2 separate regions of the Danio rerio genome follow, and region 1 is linked to region 2. A link is a contact called in public Hi-C data. All regions are on one chromosome and are shown on one strand. The core of a region is the stretch at or near the end of the contact, and the rest is flanking DNA. Distances in the headings are between cores, read along the strand shown. Region 1 holds the start of itgb1b.2 (integrin, beta 1b.2). Region 2 holds the start of pard3ab (par-3 family cell polarity regulator alpha, b).

Region 1 (3,641 bases), core at 783-3,282, 400 kb before region 2:
AGTAAATCGAGAGCTTTGTCTTTCTGCTCCGCTCCTTCTTTTTCCACAACAGACCGGTTCATCGACTGCATTACAGCTGCACCAATACGCCTGTCAATCATTACCTTCACTCACTCATGAACAAAACCCTGAGATACTTAAACTCCTCCACCTGTGGTAAGGACTCTCCTCCAAACTGGAGATGGCAAACCCTCTGTTTCCAGTGGAGCACCATGGTCTGCTGATTCTCATCCCAGTCGCGTCTTTAGGAAAAATTCCTTGGTCTGTTATACATCATTCGGGAAAAATTGCTGCGCGTTAAGCTCTCTTGGCCACCGTACTTATATAATGGACCGTATGATGGCTCAGTGGTTAACACTGTTGCCTACCAGCAAGAAAGTCATTGGTTTGAGTCCCGGCTGGACCAGTTGGCAGCTCTGTGTGGAGTTTGCATATTTCTCTGAGTGCTTCAGTTTCTCCCACAGTCGCTAATCGTGAATTTAATAAACTTAATTGGCTGTAATGTGTGTGAATAAGTGTTTCCCAGTACTGGGTTGTGGCTGAAAGGTCATATGCCGGAATATTTGGGAGGTGATTCCACTGTGGTGACCTCTGAAATAGAGACTAAGTTGAATGAAAATGAATGAATGCTGCTGCTTGTTCATTTTCTCATTACAATAACTCATTCACTTTCATTACATTGAGTGGCAAATTTATTCTCAAATTTATTTCTGCTGTGACTAAGAAACAAGAAACAAAATAAGTCAATTAAGTTTGGCGCAACATTCTTAGCAAACAAATATTTTTGTGTTTAATACACGTCTTAACATAGACAACTAGTCATCTAATAGACAGATTACGCAAACTTCGAATCTGTAGTCCTTTATTTCTGTCTATTTGGTCACTAGTCTATTTTTGACTGTTGTTAGACATCTAATAGATTTTTACTGACAGCCCAAGCCCATTGCTTGCTGAGTTGAGATGACTAAGCAATATTTTGATTGACATTTGGATGAGAGTGTCATGATTCTTTTCTCAAAACATATTTAGACAGATCCAGTGATGTTTCTGTGATCCAGTACCTGAGCGAAGGTTCAGCTTGACTTTCTGTGGCTGAATCTGCGTGATTTCATCGGGCCTCAGATTCTGTCCTCCATCAGTTTTACGGTTTGTGACGGGTTTGTTCTTGTCAATAGTGACCGCTCCTCGAGGGTTTTCTACACCGTCTGCAGTGCAGCCAGCTTTCGCCATGGACTCAATGTCATCACAGCGTGAAGGTTTGAAATCCTGTTTAGATGCAAGAAGAGACTTGCTGAGCTACACATCGTCCAGGAAGACTCTGATCAACAGTCATACAAGGAGAAAATCAGTGTAGATGAAAGAACTTACAGGATCTTTGCACCACACACACTGTGGGCCGATCTGAATACACTCTCCACAGGTTTTGGCATTTGCAGAAATGCATGGATTACTGTCTGAGCACAACACAACAACATTCAGTGATTACTGATTTTGCAGAACATCATTTCTAAAGGTTTTTCTTTGCATATTAATAATAAAGCACTTCACATTTACCCACATGATTACTAGGAAACAAACCCCAAATACCTAAACATTAAAATGTTCCCTTAGGCACTAAAAAGTTGATGTTGCTAAATTGAATATTAGCCTACCTGTGTTAGCACCGACATAAGAAACAAATCCTAGCAGAGCTGATAATAACAAAACTGTTATATCCATCTAAATGTGAAAGAACAGGATGCTGTTAACACACTTTCTAAGTTCTTAATGTCAGATTAAATGTATATGAACACTGCTTATATTGTAAACAGGATCTACATTGTAAAAGCTGACCAACATATATATAACATAAACGCTTTACTTACATTTAATTTTTACAACAGTTCAGTTACTTACCTTGATATGTAGCTACTGCTAAGGCTCCTCCTGAAGTTGTGTTGTAAATAAATGTTCACAGTATAAATTTACAGGACGTTTCTGAAATATTGAAGTAAAGTTTGAGTGTAGTTTACTTTGTTCATACAGTCTGAGTGTCCTCTCGAACCTAAAAGTAGGGAGTTGTGGAAGGCTTGGTTCTGATTGGTTTATGACATACCGGTCAAAATTCTCCCGTCCCGCTTTAATACAGTTAAAGTATTCCCCTGAACCACCAGGGGACGCCCCTTGCTCTTAAATGTGAATGGCTGTTCAAGAGAACTATACTTCCTCTCATTTAGGCTTGAAAACACTTTAAAATAAATATAAAAACGGCCGCATTGCCTTCCTTTCCCCTTATTTTCACAGCCTAATGTTGACAGGTGTGGTTTATGAACGATATGTGCCGTTGTTTTCCAGGTAGGCTAGTTAGGCATAGTTAGGCATAGGCCGGTATAAGATTCTGACGGTATGATAACCCTGGATAAAATATCACGTTTCACAGTATTGTTATTACTGCGCTCAAATAAGTTATTTTTATGTTTGTAAAAAAAAAAAAAAATTTTACATTTTTTTCCACTGAACACTGCATTTCAGGTTCATTAGCTTGTTATGCAGTATATAGATGATTATAGCATTTTTTTTTTTTCAAACATTTGCTAAATTGTGGGCTGTCCAGTAACTTTTGATGTGGATGGTTTAGTACTGGAAATATAGTTGCCCTAAATAAATAAGATCGTCTTTGACAAGATGTAAAATAAATAAACTTAAATATACCCTAGGAACGGTATGACAACTTTTGCTATTTTAAAGCAGTGACTTTTCCAAACTGCTGTAATCCTTGAAACCGGTTTTCATCCCATGCTTTTGCACTGCTGAAGTTCTAGTTAGACCTTGACAGCATTACAGTTCCTCATCCCTGTGCCACAAACACTAGTATAAACATGGAAACAAACAGAAACATATCTTCAAGCTACTTCAGCCGTTCTAGCAATTAAGCACCTTGATAAGCTACGGCACTTCTCTTTAGCATACACTTCATAAAGGATCTTCATGAAGTAAATGATTTTTCCCTTATTACTACAGATGAATTACTTTAAATTTACACTTCTTTTATGATTTGTTCAATGATTTCTATGTAATGTTTTGGCTTTTTGCGGGGAATCGAAATAAAAATCTATATTATTGATGCTGTAAAAGGTCCCTTATGAAATTGAAAATACTCATAATGTTTCCAGAAAAATTCAGTGGCTGAACAACACTTCTGTGCATATAACCCATTCATAACAACACAATCTACATCAGCTTTGCGTGAAGTCAAATAGTTTTAGGAATTCTTCAGCCATAGTGTCGTCCTCCCTCCAGCGTGCAAAACTAACTACAAATTTGATTGAGGATTTTAAAAAGTTGATTCAGCATTTGTTTTTAGCGCTGTTACTCATGTCCTTGGCATGAGTGCACGCACAATCTGCATGAACAGGTGCGCAGTTGTTCAAATCTACATTTGCTGACAGACAGTTTGCACTTTTTATCAGAATTATGGGAATTATCGGCTTGACAATTTATAATTAGAAGAGCATTTTTTAGTCTTTTTTATGCCTTACCCAGAAAATAAAAATACATATAAATACATTTAGATCATTGACTTTAATCATTACCTTTGGAAAGTAAAGACACTTTCAACCAGCACAAAAAAAATGTTTCTGAAGACAATCACCTTTAATGCA
Region 2 (3,558 bases), core at 782-3,281:
AAATTACAAACTCCTCAACAAATCGTGCAACGTGACTATTGCGAATGATCACATTACAATATCGATGCTGAAACGACATGTTGCAAAGCCCTACTTTGGTCTTGGTAAAGCGTTCAATTTAATAATCAAAAGATGGAGAAAAAAATGCTGACAATACTGGAAACATAAAGATAAAATACTAAAAGCCAGGTTTCAAAATTATGTTTAAAAAAATAGAATTACCAATGTATTTGACTAAAACAGTATTACAAACATTCATTAATCGGCAGTACACTCACATTCCAGTTGGGCGAATGTTTGTATGTTTGCCAATGAATAGCATGTACATTTAATTCTTTCTGACAGCAAAACATTTTAAATTAAACTTGTAATCATAATTTCCTCAGTGTAAATTCAATTTTTGACAGCATGCTGCAGAATAGACAATAAATAATGCTGAAGCAACGAGTTAGTCATTACTTTCTATTGAATTATCTGTCATAAATAATTTTTACAATCCTCTAAGCTTTTATTTACAGTAAAAACAAGCTTAGGGTGGGGATGCTTGCGTTTTGTGTGTCATCTGCACACCATGTCCTGAAGCAACTGAAGTAAACACATGTTGGATGTTGGAGGTTAACGATTAATTGATAAATTAATCATTTATTCAAACAATGACTGATCGTGGGAATTTGTGAAAACTCGCATTCCTCGCCGATACCAATAGACAAATGAAATCAAATGAGTCGCGTGAGGCGGAGTTTGCTCTTGGAAAAAAAGAAAAATCAAACGATGACAACATGGTAGCCCCCGTGAGAGGTCGACCCGCTATGAACAACAATAAGGGCATTTTCTATTAGTATGACATGTTTAAAGTTTTGTAATGATATTTAAGCCCTAATCTGTTTTTATCGTATAAAAATGTTCAAATTATCACAATAACACTAGGCTGATGTTAATTACATCCTCAGCGCCCCATAACTGCTAACGACGCGTCGAGCTGAGCGTCTGCTGGAGTTCTCGCGCTCAACCGACCGCTTGTTGATTCCTGACCGACAGCGTCCCTGTTTTGGCGCCTCGCTCTCTTGAAGTATATCTGCGTTTTAACTTCCAAACAACGGGTTACATGTATAAACCGTGTAAAAGACATCTGAGTTATGACTGTTAGCCTAGCAGCAGCCTCATTGAAACAAAGCCTAGGACTCACTCTCTCACACACACGCACGCACGCACGCACACACACACAAATACAAGACAAAAGTTCAAGACATTTTGTTCATCAAACAGCATAACGTTAATGATGCGTCAGCTGTAGCAACCAGCCGTGCACACCAAAACTCAATATACATAATATTGCCTTCTATTAAATGCTGTCATTTCTAAATAGAGATAATAATAACATGGAGAAAACTTCGTCCTTTACAACATTACTTCGTATTGCCCTACTTCCCAGTGGATTTCAGAGCACCATTGTGGACATAAAGAACAAAGAAGGCGGATTGGAACACTGTAGCAGGATAAAAACACACAGCGCTTTATTTAATGGGGAATAAAGGCGTTCTTTGAAGTGTTGAGCAGAGTTAAAGTGTCCGGACGGTCCTGATCCCTTCCCCCGCTCACTCACTCCGTCTCCACACCGCCATATTTGCAGCCCTCACCGGCGCAACTATGTTTCCAAAGCACAATCAGATGATACAGTGAAACAGCATCTCACCTTGGCGATCGCTCTCCGGTACCGCATCGCGGCCTGCTGGACGAGCGACTGCACTTTAATGTTTCCGTCTCCGCACGGAACCACGACCCGAGTTCTCCCAAAACACACCGTCACTTTCATAGTTCCAACACTCCTTCCCGAATCCAAGGGAAACTCGGGATCAAAGGCTCCCGTGCTCTGGTGTCAAGATCATCAATAATCTTTGGTTCAGCACCTTGGCGGATCGGTGTGACTTTACGGTCGGTACCCGTTCCGTTTCATCGCGGCGGACGCTGTGCCGCGGTGTATGACCACCTGTTTAGTGTTTGGGGTCTGTGTACGGGAACCGCGCCGTGTTCAATCGGTTTGGGAGCAACGACAATGGGTTTTGTGCGCCCTCTGGCGGTGAAGCCGAACTGCCGTATCGGTAATGCTTGAAATTGGCACATATTATGAAATATATATGTGACACTATTTGTTCAAAAATTAACGCCTTAACTTTTTTTTTAAATAATAGTAAAATGTGTGTTTATTAACATTCGAAGGATTTATTATCTTTAGGAGTCTTATGGATGAATTAATGAAATCTCAGTGTCTTAAAGGGCCAGCTACCTAAAATAAACATTGTGTTAAAGGGATAGTTCTTCCAAACGACCTTCACTTGTCACCAGGGGCAGATTGTGGGATTTTGGGGACATAAGCAATTCCAACCAAAGGGCCCAAAATTTATTTTGCTGTTTTTTTTTTTTTTTTTTTTTGTAAAATATATTTCCATCTCGTTTTCTACATTTTATTTTTATGCAAATTAATAATGACATGTAAAGCACCTTGTAAAACTTTTGAAACTATTTGTTTTCTTAAGTTGAATTCACAACTAAACATAATAATTGAACGATTTCGTTTTTAAAACTAAATCTTTACTGATTTGACTGCTGGACTGGTCCATGATTGAAGGTGGGGAACACATTTGCACAGATGTAATAATTACCTTAAAATTAACATTTTTAGACCCTCACTGTATACAAAATATAATAGAAAACAATGTTATGTATAATTTATAGTATCATTTAGACTTCTAGGTATTTATTTGGGGTCCCTCAGATTTCATGGGGCCCTAAGTGGCCGCTTACCTTGCTTATTGGTTAAATCTGCCCCTGCTTGTCACAAACCTGTTTGAGTGTGTTTGTTTAATTTAACATAAAATGAGTTATTTTGGAAAATGTTTTGGAAATCTGTAATTATTGTTTACCACAGTACAGCAGTCAACATTTGAAGTGGATCCAAGTTTTGTTGAAAAGTTTCACAATTGTCTTAAGACAAGAGTGGCTTTTGTTGAATAGTTTTATGACAACTTTGATGAAAGGTTTCCAAACACTCCAAATGTTGACTTCTATATTTGTTTTTCCCATATGATAGTCAATATTTACATGTTTTTTAGTATATCATCTTTAGTGAACAGAAAAAAGAAAATTTTGGAACCACTTGGGAAAAAGTATATTTCATTTTTGTGTGAGCTATCTCTTTAATTTACTCACTCTCCCAAGATGCAGATGAATTTTATTTTTTGTATAATATTTATGATGACTTTAAGCCATAACCGTGAATAAAAACGTAATAAAATCCAAGTCAATGGACTAAAGGAATAGTTCACCCAACAATGAAAATTTCCTCACTGTTTACTCACACTCAAAGTGTTATAAACTTTTATGAAATTCCTTTTTTTTCTGTTGAACACAATATACGTATACAAATTCAACACATGTGACACTCTGTCCAAGTAGAGATCGTGTCAGACATCCACTCTGATCAAGGAATCACACTAACCTTCCCCCGTTAGAATGCATCAGCAAAAGAAAGGATTATCCAACCATTTTGCCATTATGGAT

Evidence for each region. Hi-C and Micro-C count contacts between places; a contact is called where the count stands out from the background.
Region 1: a Hi-C map of hematopoietic stem cells shows a contact between it and region 2, with 2.9 times the contacts expected there. The contact joins the promoter of itgb1b.2 here to the promoter of pard3ab in region 2. A contact is called at or near these places in 1 of 18 Hi-C or Micro-C datasets (hematopoietic stem cells) and 1 of 4 datasets of contacts at active chromatin or transcription factors (embryo).

What each region holds. Positions count from the first base shown.
Region 1 is chr2:46,746,716-46,750,356 of GRCz12tu, reverse strand. It overlaps itgb1b.2 (integrin, beta 1b.2), which reads right to left and starts at 2,032. Exons shown (of 13, transcript NM_212928.2): 1 at 1,897-2,032; 2 at 1,653-1,719; 3 at 1,369-1,454; 4 at 1,062-1,266. The coding sequence starts at 1,719.
Region 2 is chr2:46,350,159-46,353,716 of GRCz12tu, reverse strand. It overlaps pard3ab (par-3 family cell polarity regulator alpha, b), which reads right to left and starts at 2,031. Exons shown (of 24, transcript NM_001423693.1): 1 at 1,694-2,031. The coding sequence starts at 1,813.